Linked DNA regions of Mus musculus: all the other regions are linked to region 2. The links are chromatin contacts, called in public ChIA-PET, Hi-C, Micro-C and promoter capture Hi-C maps. All regions are on one chromosome and are shown on one strand. Each heading gives the region's core, a stretch centred on a gene start, on an enhancer-like site or on the middle of the called end of the contact. The rest is flanking DNA. Distances are from core to core; before and after follow the strand shown. Region 1 holds the start of Bid (BH3 interacting domain death agonist). Region 2 holds the start of Hdhd5 (haloacid dehalogenase like hydrolase domain containing 5). Region 3 overlaps Atp6v1e1 (ATPase, H+ transporting, lysosomal V1 subunit E1). Region 4 overlaps Mical3 (microtubule associated monooxygenase, calponin and LIM domain containing 3). Region 5 overlaps Bcl2l13 (BCL2-like 13 (apoptosis facilitator)). Region 6 overlaps Mical3 (microtubule associated monooxygenase, calponin and LIM domain containing 3).

What was found. Promoter capture Hi-C pulls out the DNA fragments that hold promoters and counts their contacts. A called contact is a pair of places that touch in the nucleus more often than the background predicts. ChIA-PET counts read pairs in DNA pulled down with a chosen protein or histone mark.
Region 1: a contact with region 2 is called in a promoter capture Hi-C map of pre-B cells. The contact joins the promoter of Bid here to the promoter of Hdhd5 in region 2. A contact is called at or near these places in 9 of 39 promoter capture datasets (the C10 cell line, cranial neural crest, hippocampal neurons and 5 more), 2 of 15 datasets of contacts at CTCF or cohesin (large pre-B cells and pro-B cells), 2 of 484 Hi-C or Micro-C datasets (CD4 T cells and epidermal suprabasal cells), 5 of 115 datasets of contacts at active chromatin or transcription factors (embryonic stem cells, kidney, memory CD8 T cells and 1 more) and 1 of 9 other capture datasets (adipose tissue).
Region 3: an RNA polymerase II ChIA-PET map of memory CD8 T cells shows a contact between it and region 2, with 40 read pairs. The contact joins the enhancer-like site here to the promoter of Hdhd5 in region 2. A contact is called at or near these places in 12 of 39 promoter capture datasets (3T3-L1-derived adipocytes, the C10 cell line, the HPC-7 cell line and 6 more), 4 of 15 datasets of contacts at CTCF or cohesin (embryonic stem cells, large pre-B cells and pro-B cells), 13 of 484 Hi-C or Micro-C datasets (the CH12 cell line, cerebral cortex, embryonic stem cells and 4 more), 22 of 115 datasets of contacts at active chromatin or transcription factors (cardiomyocytes, craniofacial prominence, differentiating embryonic stem cells and 14 more) and 3 of 9 other capture datasets (adipose tissue, embryonic stem cells and pancreatic islet).
Region 4: a promoter capture Hi-C map of liver shows a contact between it and region 2, with 2.5 times the contacts expected there. The contact joins the enhancer-like site here to the promoter of Hdhd5 in region 2. A contact is called at or near these places in 5 of 39 promoter capture datasets (embryonic stem cells, liver, pre-B cells and 1 more), 1 of 15 datasets of contacts at CTCF or cohesin (large pre-B cells) and 1 of 484 Hi-C or Micro-C datasets (the G1E-ER4 cell line).
Region 5: a Micro-C map of the G1E-ER4 cell line shows a contact between it and region 2, with 2.8 times the contacts expected there. The contact joins the enhancer-like site here to the promoter of Hdhd5 in region 2. A contact is called at or near these places in 7 of 39 promoter capture datasets (the C10 cell line, cranial neural crest, embryonic stem cells and 4 more), 3 of 15 datasets of contacts at CTCF or cohesin (embryonic stem cells, large pre-B cells and pro-B cells), 11 of 484 Hi-C or Micro-C datasets (the G1E-ER4 cell line, the HL-1 cell line, the N1E-115 cell line and 4 more) and 4 of 115 datasets of contacts at active chromatin or transcription factors (embryonic stem cells, extraembryonic endoderm stem cells, kidney and 1 more).
Region 6: a contact with region 2 is called in a Hi-C map of the G1E-ER4 cell line, with 2.8 times the contacts expected there. The contact joins the enhancer-like site here to the promoter of Hdhd5 in region 2. A contact is called at or near these places in 2 of 39 promoter capture datasets (hippocampal neurons and pre-B cells), 1 of 15 datasets of contacts at CTCF or cohesin (large pre-B cells), 2 of 484 Hi-C or Micro-C datasets (the G1E-ER4 cell line and myocytes), 1 of 115 datasets of contacts at active chromatin or transcription factors (pancreatic cancer cells) and 1 of 9 other capture datasets (embryonic stem cells).

The regions. Positions count from the first base shown.
Region 1 is chr6:120,915,541-120,918,906 of GRCm38.p6, reverse strand. Bid (BH3 interacting domain death agonist) reads left to right here and starts at 2,083. Exons shown (of 6, transcript NM_007544.4): 1 at 2,083-2,173.
Region 2 is chr6:120,529,695-120,532,902 of GRCm38.p6, reverse strand. It overlaps Hdhd5 (haloacid dehalogenase like hydrolase domain containing 5), which reads left to right and starts at 1,604. Exons shown (of 8, transcript NM_144815.2): 1 at 1,604-1,736. The coding sequence starts at 1,611.
Region 3 is chr6:120,796,299-120,799,847 of GRCm38.p6, reverse strand. Atp6v1e1 (ATPase, H+ transporting, lysosomal V1 subunit E1) reads left to right here. Exons shown (of 9, transcript NM_007510.3): 8 at 1,884-1,971. Among named protein-coding and RNA genes, the nearest start is that of Slc25a18, 24 kb to the right of the region's middle. Within about 2 kb of position 1,592, at least 87 of the 459 cell types and tissues checked have an H3K27ac peak or open chromatin away from gene starts, as enhancers often do. A contact at or near this core is called in cerebral cortex, epiblast stem cells, memory CD8 T cells and 2 more, where this site is marked.
Region 4 is chr6:120,976,515-120,979,966 of GRCm38.p6, reverse strand. All of the region lies in intron 20 of Mical3 (microtubule associated monooxygenase, calponin and LIM domain containing 3), which reads left to right. The region is part of intron 1 of Gm43915 (predicted gene, 43915); the gene reads right to left. Among named protein-coding and RNA genes, the nearest start is that of Gm43915, 19 kb to the right of the region's middle. Within about 2 kb of position 1,671, at least 121 of the 459 cell types and tissues checked have an H3K27ac peak or open chromatin away from gene starts, as enhancers often do. A contact at or near this core is called in embryonic stem cells, liver and pre-B cells, where this site is marked.
Region 5 is chr6:120,891,167-120,894,651 of GRCm38.p6, reverse strand. Bcl2l13 (BCL2-like 13 (apoptosis facilitator)) reads right to left here. Exons shown (of 7, transcript NM_153516.2): 7 at 1,810-3,485. It overlaps Bid (BH3 interacting domain death agonist), which reads left to right. Exons shown (of 6, transcript NM_007544.4): 6 at 360-1,533. The coding sequence ends at 371. Among named protein-coding and RNA genes, the nearest start is that of Bid, 24 kb to the left of the region's middle. Within about 2 kb of position 1,926, at least 6 of the 459 cell types and tissues checked have an H3K27ac peak or open chromatin away from gene starts, as enhancers often do. A contact at or near this core is called in the G1E-ER4 cell line and extraembryonic endoderm stem cells, where this site is marked.
Region 6 is chr6:120,953,901-120,957,225 of GRCm38.p6, reverse strand. The region is part of intron 27 of Mical3 (microtubule associated monooxygenase, calponin and LIM domain containing 3); the gene reads left to right. Among named protein-coding and RNA genes, the nearest start is that of Gm43915, 3.3 kb to the left of the region's middle. Within about 2 kb of position 1,600, at least 77 of the 459 cell types and tissues checked have an H3K27ac peak or open chromatin away from gene starts, as enhancers often do. A contact at or near this core is called in the G1E-ER4 cell line and pancreatic cancer cells, where this site is marked.

The sequences.
Region 1 (3,366 bases), core at 834-3,333, 390 kb before region 2:
CCTTTAACACTTCCTAATTTAGAGATTATTTAGGCTGCACATTAAAACTGGAAGTTTCACTGATAGTTCAGTGGTAAGGTTGGACTCATTTAAAGTGAAAATTGGATTCCCAGCAACCACACGGTGGCCCACAGCCATCTGTAATGGGATCCGATGCCCTCTTCTGGTGTGGCTGAAGACAGCTACAATGTACTCATATACATAAATGAATAATTAAAGTGAAAATTGGTATGTTCCATCTTTATGAAGTTGTGAAATCAGTTTCCCTTTTTCATTTGCATTGATTGCCAAGCACCTCGGAGAGAATCCCAGTTAAAAATATTACGTGTTCAGGTCATGATCATGCACGCCTTTAATCCCAGAGGCAAAAGCAGGAGGAGCTCTGTGAGTTCTAGGCCAGCCTGGTTTGCATAGCTAGTTCCAGGCCAGTCAGGGCTACATAGTGAGAGCCTGTCTAAAAAAAAAAAAACAAGACAAAAACAAAACTTTTTTCTCATTATTTTCCACTTTGAAATCTAGATAATTCAGCTTGCATGTTTTAAATTTAAAAACTCTGTGTGTGTGTGTGTGTGTGTGTGTGTGTGTTGCCTGCATATATGTGCACCACATGTGTGCCTGGTCCTCATAGAGGCCAGAAGGGGGGTCAGTCCCTTGGAATTAGAATAACAGATGATTGTCAGCCACCATATGGGTGCTAAGTACTGAACCCAGATGGATGCTCTGTAAGAGTGAGAAGTGCTTTTAACCAGTGAGCCATCTCTCCAACCCTGCCCCCGCTGTTCATCACCAAGCTCTTCCACTATGTGATTTCAAGTGTAACTTTTTTTTTGGCGGGGGGTGGGGGGGTGGGGGAGTGGGGGGTGGGGTGGGGTTGGTTTTTCGACAGACAGGGTTTCTCTGTATAGCCCTGGCTGTCCTGGAACTCACTTTGTAGACCAGGCTGGCCTCGAACAGAGGCCTCCCAAGTGCCGGGATTAAAGGCGTGCGACACCACGCCCGGCTTCAAGTGTAACTTTTATTGATCGTAAAATTAGAGCCATCTTCCTTTAAGAAGAATTGGAAAATATAAAGAGGAAAAAGAAACCCTGGAGATGGCTCGGTTTGTAAAGTACTTCATATGCGTAAGAACTGGACTTTGGATCCCTAGCACCCATGTAAAAAATAGAGTGCTGTGTGTATCTACAATTCCATTGTTATTGGTGCACAGTGGAAGCTTCCTGGAGCTCACCTGGCAGTCAGCCTAGGGAAATCACGCGTGGAGCTGGGAAGCTGGTCCACTCCCCTCACCCCACACCATCTCAAAAGAAAAAAAAAAAAGGTGGAAAGGTGGAGAGTGATGAAGGAAAACACTGACCTCTGGCTTAAATACACACATACACACACAAACACACACCAACCATGTGATTTTTTTTTTTTTTTTTTTTTTTTTTTGTCTTCTCAGATCCAGTTTCTCTGCTCAGGAACAGCAATTTCCATGGTTCTATTTACTTCCTCATACTTCCAGAATTCACTTTCTTGTTTCTCTTTCACTTTTGTCACTGTCACGTGTCCTTTGGGGGTACTGGCTGGCACTTAAGTATATAGCATTGGGACTTCTCTGGACAGGGGAACTAGCTAGCAGTTTGAGATTATCTGCTAGCCTCCTGGTTCTTTCCACATTCATCCTTGCTGATTCATTCCATGACCGAGAACCCCGCAACCCCCATCCCTGCCTTCCCCACAAGAGTTTAAAAATTCTGCAAGCAGCTGCGCAGGAGAAACAATAGGGACCTCCCAGCATCTCTGATAGGGCCGATTCTGACAGGGTCACTAGTCTTGAGTGTGCCAACCCTGCTATGTAATACATCAAGACAATGCGGAGAGGTCGGGATCAAGTATGACACCCCATCCTCACGAGGGCAGGTCGCCCAGGCTTTGGGGACTCTGGGGAGCGCAGGTTCCGGGTGTACCTTCCTTCCTGTCCCCCGTAGCGAGCCGGTAGGACCCTTGGGTTTCCGCAAAGTGTGGCCAGTCGGAGGGCGGAGCATCCGGAGGGCGGGGCTATCACAGGGGCGGGGCTCCCGGGCGAGCACGAGGAAAGGTAGGTGGAGTAGAGCGCCGGGCCGAGTGTGGCTCCGCAAACCTTTGCCTTAGCCCGTTCGCCGCCCGGTACCGGCGCAGCGGCGTCTGCGTGGTGAGTATGCCCACCCTACTGGGCGCCCCCACAGTTCCCCTCTGGGAGGACGGGGTCGGCACGGAGCTCAGTTTCGTATGCTATCGATCCTTCGTGATGGCGGGGCTCTTGCGCCTTGATGGAGGCGGGGTGAGGGCGCCGGCCACAGGGTGCCACCGCGGAGCTGAGGGGAAGGCACTCACTCGAAGGCCTGGGGCGTGCGCCACTCGCGGTCCCCCTCAGCGCTCGGTCCTGGTCCGCTTCGGGCAGGCCTCCTGGTGGACCCGGGGTCCCCGCGGTCGCGCGCCACTCGGCAGGTGCGCGCAGAGCTGGAAAGGCGGGCCTGAGGTCTCGCTGCGCTCCGCTATGGCCACCCACAAAAATCAACAAGGAACGGCTACAGCCCACAAATGGGCCCTGCAAAAGCCCTGGAACCCCAACCCAGGGAACACAGACCTTGGAAGACTGCAGCGAGGGGCACCTTTCCTACACCCGTGGGCACTACTGTGTGCACAGCTCACACTCACGCCTGAACTGTGAGGAAGTGGCTGACCCCTCCGCATCTCCAGTACCCAAAATGGTTTGAAAATGTGCACAGACTGGTTGCTGATGTTTTTAAAAAGTTTGTTGAATGGTTGGCTGAATAACCCTATAGGATTCTAGAAGAAACCCACAGTCTTCAGCCACCAAGTGGCCTGGGCCCACAAGGATTCACACATTCGTTCATTCATTCTTTCGTACATTCATTTACATACTCAACAAATAAGTGTGGACCAGGGACGGATCAGGGTAGAACTTTGTGGGTGGTGAGAGGCTGGAATGAAGAGCTCTGTAAAGGACCAGGTGGTGTTGAGTATGGGACTTCTAGGCTGGGCTTGACCTTCATCTGATAAGCCACATAGTTCTGAGTCAAGAGCATCCTGAGGACCCAGGCAGGGCTCCCCTACTTTCCCAGGCTACTGCCTGGTGCCATGGCCAGGATTGCCCTTACTGGAAGACTACCTTGAAGCCGGGTCTAGGATAAGCTAGCTGTGGAATGGAGCTGGGAGAAACCACAAGAAGGATGTGGACTTTCCACATTCCAGCTCTACCCAACCAGGAGACTTTGCAGCCCTGCCCCATCCCCTGGGACTTGGTCCCAGGCACTACCCTGGCAGTCAGCTCTGAGTGTTTCCATGGGGGGGGGGGGAGCCTGATCCAGTGCTGGGGCTGAG
Region 2 (3,208 bases), core at 355-2,854:
TGTCTGAAGACAGAAGTGTCTGCAGTGTACTTACATATAAGAAATAAGTCTTTACAAAAAAAAAAAAAAAAAAAAAAAAAAAAGCATTGGGGAAAAAAAAGTCACAGAGCCAGACTACACAATTCAATGAACTTCCATTCAGGACAGAAGCTGTGGTGTTTTACACTGTCTCTCTCAGATATGTTTTTATGCACGTATCCTGTTGCTTTCAGAGGGACCCTCCCTATTACCAGTTGTATCCAGACTTAGTGCAGGATGGAGTGAAGACTGAGCTCTGAAGATCTGGTGAGGGGTAAAATATGTGTTTTCACAGGGGAGGCTGTCACTAGAACAAGTGTGGGTACATTTAAAACCCTCAGGCTGCTAAATTGGTTTCTTTATATCATCATCATCATCATCATCTAGATAATGTCTTGGGGTGATCCTTCTGCAAGCCTCTGGAGCGCTAGGATAATAGGTATGAGCCACCACCTCACCTATTCCTAAATTAGTTTCTTATTTGAAAAGCGGGAAGAGGTTAAAACAAAACAAAACAAAACAAAACAAAAACCAAACCTGGACAGGGTATCCCCTGACTGGGCTTAGGTGCTGTGTGCTATGGTGGGTTTGACTAACGGCAATACATCTTCCAATTTTTCATCAACAGCAGTTACTCTGATTTATGATCTTAGTCCTCAAAGCTGAGAAGCAATGGACACAACGGAAGTGAGTTAGCGCGGAGTCCTTGTGCATTCCTGACCCTCCAACCCATTCTCTTCGACTCACTACTTTTTTTGGCATGATTATATCCAGGAACAGGTCAAAGACTAAGGAAGAGAGCATCTCACACCTTTCAAACAAAGCGAAGAGAGAGTTCTTTCTGCAGCAGGCTCCTATGTCAGGATGACCAGACTGACTTCCACTGTCCTTGCTCACTGACCTAAGCGTATTCTCTCCTCAGAGTGCTTAGCTGTACACATTACATGTTTGTTGAATCCATTATCTGACTTCTCGGGACAGTGCTCTTTTTTTTTTTTTTTACCTTGTTTCGTACACTGATCCCAGCCTCCCTACCAAGTGTGAATCAAGGAGATCTTTCCTTCCCGGATTTTGGGTCAGAGCCCGCAGGAAGTAGGACTGCCGCGCATGTTTACTGAGTAAAAGATTTTAAAGAGTAAGAAGCAGCACGCCATTCAACATTCTTTGGATGAGGCTCAGAGGATTTAGGTCTCAAAACAATGGTCTTCTTCCCCAATTCAAGGTTAGGCTGCCTTGTTCCACACGGTCACCCCAGCTCCAAAAAGTGCCGAGGAACACGCTCCCGGAAGTCAGCAGGTGCACTGATTGGTCAGGTGTCTGTCCTCCCAGCACGGGTGGCCGCGAGTCGATACTCGCTGACCCCAAGTCTCCTCTCGGGGAAGCGAGGGACCCAGAGCCTCGCCATTCAGTGTCAGGAACGCGCTCTCCGCTCCGAACTCGCAACCCGAGCCCGAGCTCCACGGTCGGACTACAACCCCCGAGAGGCCCTGCGCGGGCGGCCGCTGATTGGTTGCTCGGCTGTGCGTGGGAAGGGGGCACCGGGCTCGAGAGTGGGAGAGACACACAGTCTGCGCGTGCGCGCGACGGGCGCGATGGCTGCGCTCGCCGGGTTAGGGGTTCTCGGCGCCGGGCGCCATCTGTGGAAACTGCCTGTGCGCCTGTCTGCGGGGCTCCAGGGCTGCGGGCCCCGGAGGGGCTACATCGCGGGCAGCGCTGAGGTGAGGACGCATGGGGTCTGCACTCGCAGGGCCTGCGGGCGGGAGGGCCGTGCGGGCCACTGAGCATCCTGGCCTGGGGCCGCCCTCCCGGAGACCGTGGAGCCGCGGAACCCTTCGTCCTTCCCGAAGCGGTGTCCGGGTGCGCACCTTCCACCCGCTGGAAGAGTCCTTGTCCGGAGAAAAACCAACCCCAGGTCAGCCTCGGGTGGGTTCGCAGCTCCTTCCCGCGCGTCAGGAATGTGCCTCAGCAGTTAATTCGTTTCCACTTCTGCTCGAAGTAAGGGTTCGCGGATTCTTATTTCTAAAAAGGTAACTGTTTGAATATGGCCAGTAAACTGTACGGCTCAGGTGTGCAGCCATCAAGGCAAAGGAACTGTTATCATCATCATCATCATCATCATCATCATCATCATCATCATGTGTTGTGTGTATGTGAGACAGAGGGAGAGGGAGAGAGAAAGGAGTAGTAGGCAGGTTAGAGAACAACTTTGGGGTTCTCACCTTCCAGTGTGTGTTATGTGGAACTCATCTTCAGCCTTGTTCAACAAACTTTTAACAGCTTAGCCTTCTTGCTGGGCTTTGATTTTTTTTTTTTTTAATGTGAGTTTCCAAAAATTATGAGAGAGTATGAATTCCATATTTTTATTTTTCAAACAACTAATCACTTCGTTTTGGCGCACCTGCTTCTCTCTCCCGCTTTATGGCTGTAATACTTTAAATCCTGGAGTTTTTATTATTTAAACCCTAAACTGTGTGGGAAGCTTTAAAAGAGGCGTTTTACACTGAACCACAGTGCTATTACCATGCCTAACACACTTCTCTCGACTTATTTTGAAATTATAAGTGAATAGATTTGTTGTGTGTTTGTGTGAGAAGCCACAATACGTTCCCTAACTGACCTGTAGACCAGGCTAGCCAAAAGTCCTTGCTGACCCATCCACCTGCCTCTGCTTCCTAGGTGCTGGTTTTCAGGCATGTGCCACTAGGCCCGCTTTCAGGGATCCAGAGCAGTGTTGCTTGGATTCACAATGGGACAGAAATGAAATTGAACTGCTATCTCAAGGGAAGTGCGTCCCAGCTATCCTTGGGGTCACACAACAGCCATTACTGAACCCCTAGAGGGGTCTAAGCATGGTGTTTATAGAGAAATCCTACCCTCTTAGCTTTTCAGACCTGTATGCTGATTCTCTGTGGGAAGAGTAAGATGAGAAAATCAGACCAAAACTCTGAAAAAAAAAGTAAGGGCTTCTATGGGCCCTCTGAAATTTACCCATGAGTCCTAGGAATTTTTTGAGTTTTTGAGGGAAGGGCTGCAGGAATCCTGAGAGAGCACTGAGTATGAATGAGATATGCCGATTAGAGGAAATAGACTGATTACAAGGGGTGGACCTGAACTCGCCAGAAGCTGAAGCAGGGGATGTGAGCGGTGTGGCCAGATGGAGACCTCAGCCCCTCCCAGAATCCTCACTTAA
Region 3 (3,549 bases), core at 343-2,842, 270 kb before region 2:
AAGAGGATGAGACAGGATTTCATTCTGTAGACTAGGTTGGTTTTGTTCACAGCAGCCAGGAGGCTGGGATCACAGGCATGGCTCACCATGCCCAGCTGACTTGAGTAAATTGAAGCATTTGAAATGAGATCATGTCTAGGCGTGCTCAGTGGTGCCGATGTGCTGTGGAAACTGAGCAGACAGTGCAGAGACATCAGGTACAGGGCTGGCTGATCCTCCTGGGACCTTGTCATCAGACATGTATTGAATTTCAGAGAGCAGAATAGCAATGACGTGGGCTGGGGTGCAGCTCGGTAGTTGAGAGCGTGCATAGCAGGTGTGAGATCAAGTCCCATCATCAGCACCAAAGACAGACAAAGTGCCGATGCTTCCCATTGTGTAGTATCTTCAAGTCTAAGACAGCACTGTCATGGCCAGGTATACTAACATTTCCCAATTGACACACAGGAAAAGCTAGGCATGGGGCACCTTCCTGTAATCACAGTCCTTGGGATGCTGTAGCAGAAGATTGTCAGGAGTTCATGGCCAGCAACGTGGAGATGCACATCCTACCAGCGGTGTAGCTGCCAACCTGGGCAACATAACTACACCTTGTTTGAAAACAGAAAACAAAAATTGGCAATTTTCATGCTATGCAAGATAAATAGGTCAAGATCTGCTAGTTTCTGCCAGATGACAAGAGGCAGGCAGTTCTTATCTGAAGGATGCGTGGCTTTCAGAGCCTTTTGAGGTTTAATATTACAGTTAAGAGATTGCAGGCTTACTGTTTTGGGTTAAGTGGTATTTGTTTAATGTGGTTACTACTCCTTTTGGTTTCTCAGAGTGCATTTCCTCATCTACTACATCTCGTACACGAGACTCAGGTTGCTGTGAAGTTAGGAAGCTGTAGGCTCATCAGGAGTGCTGTGCTTGCTCAGGAGGCTGATCACCTCTCAGCCTCTTGGCTCCAATTGATGATAGAGTGTTTGAGGCCAGTTTGAACCATGCAGGGAGACCCTGTCTCAAAACACAGAAGGAAAGAGAAGAAAGCTGACACTCAGTGCCTGCTGAGGTCATTTTTGCTTATTCTCTCCCTTCCTGTCCTCACATTCCCCCACAAAACACCCAGGAGTCAGGATCTCAGCAGAGCAACATCTTTAGTGCTATGGAGACTGGAAAAAAAGAGGGAGGCACAGAAAGGGGGAGATTGGTACAGCTGTGGCCATCAGCCACCGAACATCCCAAGGAGGAAGTACCAATCCTTTCCCACCTGTGCATAATGGCACGTGCCTGTAATCTCCACAGAAGCAGGAGGATTTTAGATGGTAAGTCCTAGGCTAGCCTGGGCTACCTAGTGAAATGTTGTCTCAAGTAGTATCTGGGTCCTTGTCTGATAGTCCATTTATCTTGGTAATTGACAGAACTGGTCATTTGTAGGTGAATCTTGTTCCCCATGGTTCCTTGAAATACAGTTGACCTGTGTATGTCTCTTGAGTGCTGAGAGGCTTTGAGGAGTGAGGTGACACGTGAGGGTGGCTAGAGGCAGGCACTAGGCAGCCAGGCATGTTGAGTCACTGTCCTTCCTTTGTCAGCAGCATGCAGGTGCCGCCTCTCCATAGGCTGCCTGGTGACTCATAGCTAAGAGAATTGAAGCTGGTTTCTACCTTGCTGGGAAGGGCTGGCTAGAATTGAACAGCACGCTGCAGCCCCATGGCTGTGCTCAACAGTCACTGTACCCTGTGTGCGAGCACTGTGAGTTCTCTCTGACGCTGTGGGATTAGTGTTGCCCTGTCTGTACACTTTACATGCCGAGGCTGTCCTGTGCTGAGGGTAGGAGTCGGGTAAGTGTCGTGTCATGGACATACATCTCAAGCCCGTGACATTACTTCCTGTGTTCTCTGTAGAGCTGGTGGCGTTGAGATCTATAATGGGGATCGCAAGATAAAGGTTTCCAACACCCTGGAAAGCCGGCTGGACCTGATAGCCCAGCAGGTGAGTGCAGACTCTGGTTACGTGTCGGCTGGCACTTACTGCAGAGAACTCAACGCTGATCTTCATGTCTCCACATTTGTACACTGAACCCAAGGATACAAGCCTAAAGTGCTGGTCATCTTCCAGACATGGGTTAACAGTTTCTGTTGACTTTCTTAATCCCTTATTTAGGAGTATAGTTTCAACTGGGTGTGGTGGTGCATGCCTAGAGACAGGCAGATCTCTGTGAGTTCGAGGCCAGCCTGGTCTACAGAGTGAGTTTCAGGACAGCCAGGGCTACACAGAGAAACCCTGTCTAGAAAGAACAAAAACAAACATACAAATACAGAGTAGGTTAGCCAGATGTGGTAGCTGATTGGGAGACTGATGGAGGGTTACTGTGAGGCCGGTCTGAGCTGCAGGTTGGGACCCTGTCTCCCAGAGAGTGCAGTATGCTGAAATGAAAGTGCGTGTCTTGTAGCCAGAGCACTTGTGCATCATCTTCAGGAGGCCTAGAGCTAGTTAGCCCTCTGTGCTAGCCAGTCCTGCAGATGGGGAGTTAGCGGAGATGAGAGATAAATAGCTCAGTGAGTAAAGTTCTTGCCTCATAAGCTTGAGGAGCTGAGGTCTCCTGGGAGGCTTCATCCATCAGCAGCAGATGCAGAGACTCACAGGTAAACATCAGCAGGAGCTCAGGGAGTCTTGGGGGAGAGTGGGGTAGGGGTGAGCAAGCTGGAGGGGTCAAGAACACCACAAGACGACCCACAGAGTCAACTAACCTGAGACCATGAGGGCCAGAGTGTGGCCACCAACCAGGGAGCATGCAGGAGCTGGACAAATGTGCAGCTTGGTCTCCATGTGAGTCCCCTAACAAGTGGAGAGGGGACTGGCTGTCTTGGTCTCTGTTCCCTGCCATTGGACCCCTTTCCTCTACCTGGACTGCCTGGTTAGGTCTCAGTGGGAGAGGATGTGCCTAGTCCTCATGGGACTAGCTGTTCCAGGATGGGGTTCCTGTTCTCCAAAGAGAAGGGGAGAGGGCAATAGGAGGAGGGATCTGTAAGGGTAGGACGGGGGCGGGGGGCTGTGATTAGGATGTAAAGTTTATATAAATATATAGAAAAGGAAGGAAGGAAGGAGAGAGAGAAAGAAGCCACATAAAGTCAGGCATGGTGACATGTTTCTAGTTCCAGCCATGGGGAAGCAGATGCAGGAGGATTCTTTGGGCTCGTTGGCCATCTACCCTAGCTGAGTCATGCAAGCCCCAGACCAGTAAAAAGTGGATTGCTCCAAAGGAATGACATTTGTGGTTGTCCTCTGGCCTCTCTCGCACACATTCAGTTCTTTACCAGTACCTAAAGCTGTATTTGATGGAGCACAGTAAAGAAACTGCTGACATGACCCTTCCATGATAATGGTTAAGGCTTTTGTTGTAGAAACGAGAACAGCCAGAGGCATCTGGAAGAGTCCAGAACAGAAGGAGAAAGACGTAGACTGGACATGGTGAGGGCTAGCACAGTGGGTGAGAAGTTCCCATGGAGCTATCAAGGGAGACTGTACAGTGTGGGAGGACAGAAGAGATCTGTGAGAAAAGTGGGGCAG
Region 4 (3,452 bases), core at 422-2,921, 450 kb before region 2:
GCCAGAGCCTGCCTGGGTCAAACTTACTGCCTCGGCTGATCATCAGCCTCTCTGTATCATAGCTACCTGTGTCGCAGATGGCTGATTGAGAGCCAATTCTGCTGTTCTGGGGACAACCCGAGAGCCTTCCTTAAACGGTAATGCCAGTCTCGGCGGCAAGCTGTGGACACTGGTTTCCAGGGTGTCTGGGGTCTTCAGGGTCAGCAGATGGCCTAGGAGATGTTTATAATCACCTCCACGGGTTGGATCACATAGTGCCTGCTGGTCTTAAGCCGTGTCACCGAACCTTGACAACCAAGACTCATCAGCCATCTAACTACTCCTTGTTGACTCCTGGGAAAGAAGTCTCCAGGTGGCACATTGTGTGTGTGTGTGTGTGTCTGTGTGTTTGTGCGTGTGCGTGTGTGTGTGTCTTCGCATGTGTGTTGGGGTGGGGGTGTGGGAGAGATAGATTGTCCAAAGGCAAGAGCCAGGGAGAACTGGACCCGTGTTTAGGAAGGTAACCTATGCACAGCCCAGCCACTGTGTTCGTTATTGCCTGCTCTCTGTTAGCTCGAAAGAATACTCAGAGGCTGGAACACTCAGAGGCTCAATGTTTAAGACCACTTGTTACTCTTGCAGAGGACCCAGGTTCGATTCCCAGCACCCACATGGTGGCTCACAGCCTTCTGTAACTCCAGTGCCAAGGGATCTGACATCCTCTTCTGATGTCTGAAGGCTCCAGGCATGCACGTGATGCACAGATAAACAAAACACTCATGCACATAAAAAAGAAAATTGATAGATCAGGGCTGGGGAGTGGCTCAGTGGTGAAGAGCATTCTCTGTTCTTGCAGAGGACCTGGGTTATACTTCCAGCACCGACATGGTGGCTCACAACCCTATGTAACTCCTATCCCAGGGGATCTGATATCCTCGCCTGGTTTCCTTGGTCATGTCAGACACACAGTTAAGTAAAACACTGGTAATGAAATAAATTAAAAAAAAAAACAAAAAAACAAAAAGGTAAATCTGAAAACAAAACAAACAAAGAAGCCGGTCAGTGAGCCCCTGGAGAACGTGTACCTTTTGCAATAGGACAGTTAAGGTTTCAGAGGACTCCCCAAAGTGGATGGCACCAAGAGAGGAAGGGCTGCTCTCCAAGCAGACCATGACTGGACAGGAATCCCTGTGTTCCCTTACCTCTGGCTTTAGCCCCTCTTCCAACAGAGGCAGCGAGGGGCACGGGTCCTGGATGACACACATGTGCCTTCTTTGCCCCCCCCCCCCGCCCCCTGCTTGGCAGCACATGTTGTCAGGGTCAGTGGGACCCAGGGGTGTGGCAGAGGAGACTGCAGCCCCTGAATGGGAGAAGCTTAACCTCAGAGTCAAAGCCATTCTCTGTTTCCTGTCCGCCTCCCCCACCCCAAACATGGGGGGAGGGAGCGGAGGATGTGGCTCGATTAGTCTAGCACTGAAGTTCAAGGTCATTCTTGCTACGTAGCGAATTTGAGGCCAGCCTGGACTATAGAAGGCTCAGGAGGAGGAGAGAGAAACAGAGCGGGGAGGGAAAGAAGTCAGGGCAGAGAGGACCCGTGGGAATTGACATAGAGCCCTTTTGAGGTCTGTCTTCTCAGAGCTGTGCGTCTGAACTAAATTCCTACACATGCTGCCCTGACAGCTGCTGGTTCTGAGTCGATGCTGAGGTCTGGAGGAAGCACTGAAGAGCTGGGCCCGGGGCTGGAAATCCTGTGCCTTAGACACGCTCAGCCGTAAGCTGGAGCTGTGCAGCTGAGTGGTCATGCGGCCAGGGGAGTGAGACCGAGGAAGTCCCCTGAAGTATGAAAGGGGCCTTCACAGGAAGTACCCATGGCTCTCGCGTGCTGGGCAGGCACTCCGAGCTGAATCATACTCCCAGTCCTCTTTTTATCTTTCTATTGTGAGATAGAGCCTCACTCAGTCGCCCAGGCTGGCCTTAAACACACTATGTGACTTAGGTGGGCCTTTAACCTCTTCCTCTCCTACCTAGGCCTCCTGGTCCCCATCCCTCCTAGAAGACTGTTTCCCTTTGCTAGGAAGAAGGAAGGTGGATGTTTTTGTTGGAACTTGCTTCTGTGTGGACCCTCCTCACTTACAAAATGTCCATGCTGTAGTTCAAGGCAGCCGTCCCACCCTTGTGCTGGTTCCTCCCCTCCAGCCTCAACAGACCAGGCAGGACCCCAGCAAGGCTCAGGCGCCTGCGTAAACCAGGAGATCTAACGTGAGCCTTGAGGCTGAATGTAGCTCAGTGGTTCCGTGCTTGGCAGGCGTGCGTGAGGTCCTGGATTTACACCGTGAATCTTGTGTGGTGTGAGAGCCCAGCAACCCTCCAGTTAGCCCCTAAGGTCCCATGGTAGAGGTAGCCTGAAGAAAGTTTCTACTAGCTCCTGTGGGTCTGTCTCTGTCCTTCCTGCAGTTAGGGAGGCTGCTGTGCAGAAACAAACAGAAAGGCCTCTTGCAATAGTGTACTTACATATAATAATAAATAAATCTTTAAAAAAAAAAAAAAAAAAGCAAATGCTTATGCTTACAGCCACTAGAGGGGGTGGGGTGGGGGGGGGTGGAGCTGACCTTTTGGCTCTCACAGCCTCTGAGCTGTCATAAAACGAGCTGGCGTGGCACTAACAGCCATGGACCTTCATTGTCTTCATCACAGAGGGACGTATTCATCACCCTGAATCATGTCCAGCACAGCCATCCTAATAACATAGCCTGGGCGAGGTCAGGCTGCACTCCAGCCCCTCTCTTGGGACGTCAGACACGGTCCCTCCCAGCCTGTCTAGACAATCCGAGGGCACACTGAGGTGGAGGGACAGAGAATTTAAGATGAGTGCAGAAGTCTCCATGGCCTCCCTTCAGATTTGAGCAGTGCTAAGCAGCTGACAGCGCATTTCATTAACAAGGGAGGCTAATGAGCACCCGGAAGCCAGTGATGGATGCGTTCAGAATTCAAGTGCCGAGCTTTCTGCAGTTTTTTCTTATTTTTCCTCTATCCTTGTGTGTTTTGCGGCATGGTCTCACTCTATAACCCTGGCTGGCCTGGACCAGGCTGGCCTTGAACATGCAGTGTCCCTTGTCTCTGCCCACCAATTTCTGGCATTCCAGGCATGCGCCACCATGCCCAACCAGATTCTTAGGTTTACACTTTAAGCCACTTCTCCCAGGTCTCTGCCACACACACCCCCCAATACACACATTACGATATGCACGGTCTTTCCTGGGTCACCTTTGCCATGCCCAGTAGTCAGAGAGGACAATATAAATAGAAGACTGGTCTATCTTAACTGAGAGTGTGAGTCCATTGGCTGAGTTAGTTAGTTGAGGCAGGTCTCAGAGCATTCTTTGAGCTATAGTACACACCTATAACCCCAACGCTCAAGAGGACTGAAGATTCAGGCCAGCCTGGGCTACATAGTGAGACTCTGCCTCCGGGGG
Region 5 (3,485 bases), core at 677-3,176, 360 kb before region 2:
TGTGCTCTGGTTACACAAACCCAAGTGGGAGCTGGATGGAGATACCTAACCTGCACTAGGATTTTACAATGTTTGGGATTTTAGAACCTGTCAGAAACATTATCCGAGATTCTTTTGGGGGGAGGGGGTTTTTGTTTATTCTGGGTGAAGGCAGAGTCCACATTCCCAGATGGCAATGGAATGCAAGGCAATCCTCCTGCCTCAGCATCTGCAGGCATGCACCCCCACACCTGGGTGGGTGGAGCAGAGGACAGGTCTCTGTGTGCCAGGCAGGCACTGTTGACTGAGCAGCAGCCCAGTGCTTGTTTTCTAACGCACCGTATCCTCCAATGAGACTTACTCTGCTGCCTCTTTCTTAGGAGATGGACTGAGGAGCCCGCACAAGCCCGATGGTGACACTGCCTCCAGAGGAACCGCGACCATGGAAAGACCTTGGCCTGAAGACAGGTCCCAGAGAACAGCTGTCTCCCTATTTCCAGGTGGTGGGAACCCCAAGCTGGTGATTCACTGGACATCTCTGCGTTCAGCTTGAGTGTATCTGAAGAGTTTACGCCGGCTCCTGCATCCACACCATGTACCTTTGTCCTATCAGCTGTATGGGTTCCCACTTGGGAATGAAACTTAACAGCAGGCTGTAAGGCAGAAAAGCATCTTTGTAATGCCAAGTGACTGTTCCTGAGAGCCAGCTCTGGGCTGTCTTCACCATGTAGGTGGGCTTCTGTCTAAGGAGAACAGCATTAGGAGAGGTGCATCGGCCCATGAGCGTGAAGTCCACCCAGCCTAGTGGACACTGAAGTGCTCACAAGGCCTCCACCTGCCTTTGTAAAAGCCGAATGGCTGATCTCAAACCATGGGAAGCCCGACCGCCCCACCCCTCCTCACCCCAGCGTTTAGCTGTTTCAGGGGTCAGCTATTATCTCAAGATTTCTATCCAAGTGGAAACAAACTGAATCATGCACACGACTTATCTGTGTGGTGTCAGTTACACTCAGGCTCTTGCTACGGAATGCAAAGAACAACTCACATACCAGTGTCAAACAGAATGCACAGAAGAGACCTAAAACAGCAGCAGGTCACTCGGTTCACAAAAGGTGACTCCCAGTCAAGTCTGACACACTGTCTTGGTTGTAGAGCACAGCTGCCATCCTCTTTCCCTGGGTAACATCACAGAAGATTCCATATCAAAAGCAAATGTTCCCTCCGCTTCTGTATTTCAGAGACAAGGCCTCACTGTATCCTCAAGCGTTGTTACGTCTTGTGCTGAACTTTGCTTAAAGCTGGGATCGTCAGCACGAGCCGCCACAGCCTACAAGTATTCTAGTTCTGAACTCATCCCAGCCATGGTGGCTGTGATGGCTTGGGTGTATCATACCTGTAAATTAGTGGATTTTTCTTTAGGAACATGACCTTTGGGTGAGTATAATTGAGAAATTATTTTAATTCAGAAAGTACTTTTCATTGTGTTCTAAAAATATGTGAATTGTCTTAAGTGGTAGAAATTTGTTTCTTCAAAATAAAAGGCTCTTCTCTAGATGTTTGGGAGAGCTGTATCTCCAAATGACCTAGTACATCAGAAGGTCAGACCATCCCAGCAGAAACACACAGCTGTTTGGGTCACAGTTCTGAGGGCTGTCTTTATTCCAGCGACTTCACTAGCTCTGCTGACTGGGGACTGAGGTGTGGTTTTGTATCCCAGGACCATGTTTTCAACACTGAAAGGCAAACCAAGAGTGCATGCACTTTTAGAATATGAAACGTGACCTGAAATAATCCCCCAAGTAAATAGTGGACAAAAAGATGAGTCACCAGTTATCATAAAATCTCGTTTTATTGTCACCTCCAGGGTGCTTCCCCCCATGATGTTGCTTCTAAATGAAAGCACAGTTTGTAGACTTGAATTGTCACTTGCCGATAAAGAATAGATTGGGCACAAAGTAGACAACAGTATGGGAAAGGGGCCGGAACAATTGGAACAATTCGCAGTAATAGAGTGAGCAGATCAGACAGCAGCAGTCAGCTGTTGGCGCACACTGCAAATGAACGCTGCCTGGGTTAAATGCTTATGCTAGTTTAGTTTTTTTTTTTTTAAGATAGGATCTCAAGTGTCCAGGGCTAGCCTTTAGCTCTGAGCCTAGTATGGCCTTGAACATTGTCTTCCTGCCTTCACCCGAGTACTGGGATTACAGGTACGTATTCCATGCCCAGGATGGAACCCAGGATTTCATGCACCCCGGGCAGACATTGATAGCTACATCTACCTGACTCTGCTATGTTAAGGATAACCATTCCAGTACCTGGGGGACAAGATACCAGAACCACTAACAAACTGAGTTTAATCAAGGAGTTAGGAGAAAGAGGCACTTTTAGTCTCAAGGAAGAAAATCATGGGTTGTCAGAGCAGGGGAAATATAGGTCCAGGAGAAAAAGGCTGGCCAACAGATGGCCCATGGATGTAGGACCACACAGACTGTTTTAGGCCTCACTAAGGGAGGTGTGTAGCTCACCTTCCTGGGGGAAGGCATCCACAAACCTGTCATCTCACAATGACAAAACGTGGCACTGGCAAGAAAACTCCATGGATCAAGGTGCCTTCCATCAAGCATTGGGACCCACATATCGGAAGTAGAGAACAAATCAACTTCACAAGTTGTCCTCTGACTCCCACATGCACACTGTGGCATGCAGCCACACACACATAAATAAATGAACAGCTTTTCGTATCAAAATGTTTGCCGAAAGCTATCCAGTAACCAGCTTATTATTCCGTGCCGCAAAGGGCAGCACCAGAGTGACGTGCTGACGGAGGCCCCTGAGCTGACTGCTAATTTGGGCCTCGGCCTCAAAGGTGTCCCTGAGACGGTTCTGACCTGAGACACTGACAACATCGGAGGGGATGGGGGTGTGTGTAAACATGAGCATGGGAAGGACCCTCGCTGCACACAGGGACATGGCAAGCCAAGTTGGGTTTTCGAGGAGGGCTGTGTGAAGATGACTAGGAGAGCTTCCAGCTCTCGAATAGCTTTTTACAGGGTAGATAACTAAGACCACAGACTCGGGTCTGATGGGCACAGCACTGTTCTGTGGCAGAGTTTTCACTAGGAAGCACTCTCGTCAGATGAGTGGGATGGAAGGCTACCTCGTTAATCCTGAGCCTGAGGGCCAGGAATCCAAACAGTATCTCTAGGTGTCCACTCATCCTTCCGTGTGCCTACCCTAGACCGATGGCCATTGCAGGGAGGAAGGACCGGAGGGATCAAAACTGCAACAACAAAAACCCGACAAAAATGTCAAGTGGCTGGCCGCCTTCATATCGCTGCTTGGTGATGAGAGCTGTGTCAGATGGCCTGACCTTGTTTACAGCAAGAAGACAACACATTCACCAACAACACTACAGACCACAGGGTCACCCAGTGCCTAAAGGGGCAGTGGTGCAATACAAAGCTTGTTCCTTAGGTTTCTGTATTCAGCAGACTGGGTACTTAGCC
Region 6 (3,325 bases), core at 351-2,850, 420 kb before region 2:
AAGCAGCATTAATCAGAAGTTTTGTGTATGGGTTATCCACTGGGGCATGGGCAGTCTCTCAGGGACCAACCCCCTCATGTACCTTTTTGACATGGCTTCTCAAGGCTTGGCCTTAAGTCACCCCCTCGGCCAACAGCCTCGAACTGTAAACCAACCAGGGCAGGCTGTGGTAGTTCTGCACCTAATATGTGTGTGTTTCACTGAGATGGTGTCTTCCTGTTACAGCCCCATCCTCCAGCCTGACTCGGTTCCTCTTTTAACTCAACAGACTAGAAAAAATTAGTTCATTCTTATCTTGTTCTCCATTCATCTGTCTCGTCTCCCTGGGCATAATGATAGCTCTTTATCTGCTGTCCTAGTCACCAAGAACCACAGACCTCTCGTCTTCCATCGCCTGCACCCAGGCCTCGTTTGTTGCATCAGGACTCCAAGTGTAGGACTGGGACTGTGTGCTCTTTATGGGGACTCAGTGCACTGTGTTGCTACTGGGTGTGCCTGCTGAGGTCTTCCAGGCAGTGAGTGACATTGGCACAAAGGTGGGGTGTGTGCATGCACATGAGGTTCAAAGCCCATCCCTATACTGGGCTCAGGTACTGTCTTAGGAAGCCTGAAGGAGCCCGAGTAAAGGATCGTGTGGCCCAAAGTCCCCTTTGCTTCCATGGTGAGTGTGCTCATGTGAAGACAGTTTGTGTCAGTCACAGTGGTCAAATCTTCTATCTCTGTGTGCCTTTGTGGTCAGGTCACACTGCTTCTCCATGAGGTAATGAATCATCTTACCACAGTGGGGAGTGCCAGATGCTCCCAGTTGGCTATGCAGGATCCATCATGCTGGTATAACCACCCAGTGACCATAGCCAGGAAGAGCAGAGGAACTTATTTCCTAGCAGTGTGAACAAGCCAGTCACAGATTCCTAGAACAGCAAGGGCCTGGACGCCTTATGTACTGGGTGTATTCCACGGGGACAGGATCATTCCTTGGTGGTCACATAGGGAATGCTGAGGACCAGAGGCAGTGGCAAACATGCCTCTTAGGATGGCGTTGTATCTCACTGAACGAGGGCAGGACAGGGTATTAAAATATGGAACCTACTGGGTGTGGTGACTCCATGCGACCCTAACAGTCTGGAGGCAGAGGCAGGATTGCACAAGTTCAGGGCCAGCCTGGGCTACCTAGTGAGTTCTGGGGATATATACAAGCAAGATCCTGTCTCAAGAAAACAAAAGGAGGGAGAGGGGAGCAAACATGGAACCTCAGTGGGGGACAGGCCAAGACAATGCATCCACAAAACTGTAGAGAATGGTTTGCAACCTCTGTGACATCTAGTGGTGAATGCAAGCACAATACGTATTTTTTAAATGCCATCGTCAAATGGATGTCAGGTTGCTAGTAGGTGACACTCCTGTGACTATTGGGAAGATGTGTCTCTCCTGTGGAGGAGGAAATCCATGCTGGAGCTTCTAGAGACTGGGTCTCTGACCTCTAAACAACTCAGTGAAAGAAGGTGCTATGTAAAGACTGTGCCCTCAGGCTCACATGGTACTGTACCATCTGGAAGTCGAGGTAAAGGGTGTTCTGGCACCACTGGCTTCATCCTTCAGTGTTGCTGGGTTTGAAACCCCTCAAAATTAGAAGAATCAGGAGCAAGGGGCCCACATTTGCCACTGCCCTGGTCCTGCTTGTCTTCAGCATTCCCTGTGACCACAAGGAGTCATCTTGTCCCTGTGGAGTCCACCTGTCACATAAGATCTCCACGGGCTTGCTGTTTTAGGAATCTGGGCTTTAGCTTGCCTGGAGAAGGAAGCCTCTGGCCACAGTGTGGTATAGGAGGAAGCCAGGCTTCTTCCTGTTTCACAGACCCAAGGCCTGAGTCAGCACTTGAGAAAACAAGTGCCTGGGTTTAGTTTCCATAGCGACACGTGCACAATGAAAACCAAAACCTTGATTTTACTCAAATGTTTATTATACAAAATCAAATTATTTAGGGGTTATATGTTTCTATTCATGTGTGTGCAAGCACATGCATTTAACATGCATGTGAGAAGCTAAAAGAACAACCTTGAGTGTCACTCCTCATGTGTCTGTCTACTTGTTTGTATGTATGTATGTATGTATGTATGTATGTATGTATGTATGTATGTATGATAAAGAGTTCACCATGTAGGCTAGACTGGCTGTCTGGACAGCAAATCTTGGGGGTCAGGATCCACCTGTTTCCACCTCCTCCCTAGCTGTAAGATTACAGGCACACCCCACCAAGCCTGGCTTTTTATACGGGGTTTATAGCTCACTCTCAAGTCTTCATGCTTGCAAAACATGTATTTTACGAACAGGCTTATCTCTCCAGCCCAATCTAGGTTTTCCTAGCCATCTAAAGCCCTGACAACAAGAAGTAACTTCCTTTTGCTTCCATCTGGTTCTTATGAGCAGCCTGCCCAACTACTCCTTCACCACTGAGGCCCACTAGGGTCTGTCCTGCCCTCTACGAGCCCCCTTATCCTGCTTGGTAGCCCTGACACAGTTCCATTGCCAGCGAGCCATGCTCTTGACCCTACTTTCCCAGGTGACCCAGAGTGTGTCATGCTTGTCTTCCCTGTCACTGCCACTGCCAGGTTGGCACCAGTCGCAGCAGGGAGTGCATTAATAAGGGGCTGCTGTGGATCCCTTGCAGACAGGTGTCGGCATGGCTCTTGAAGTGTGTCAGTGTAGGACCCTGGGGACCACATCTGTACTTTACCTTTTTAAACTGGCCCGTTCTGCATGACGACTTAACTCACAGTCGGCTATGCAGGGGAGAGGAACTGAGCAGGCATGATGCCCGTGCTCAGAGCTAAAAGCAGCAAGTGTGTGCCCAGCCAGCATGCATGTGGTATCCTGTGCAGGTCCCCCAATGTGCCACCCTTAGCGTCCTCCTGTCCTGGGTGCCACCAGATTCCGATTGCCTGCATCCACAGGGACCTTTAGGCACTTTATGTGACCCATGAGAAGACCACAAAAGCAAAGGAAACCGGCCAAGGCTTTGAGCAACTCTGGTCAGTGTGTGAACTGGAGAGGTTTCAATGGTTGCCCAAACACTGGTACTTCCTCTAAAAAACCGTGATTTGTGCTGGTTTGGTTCCCTTCACTGGGTCTAGTTCTGAAAAAGCAGGTTTGCCCAGTGTCAGGACATGTCTTCCATTCCATGCTAAGTGTTCAGTGGCAGGAACAGAGAGGAAGGAAGGGGCTGCCGTGGCTGAGGAGGGCCAAGTCACCACACATTTCGACAAACTGGGATCCAACAAGGAACAGACACAAGGGGCTCCAGGGTCTGCTGTTCTGCGAATAGAA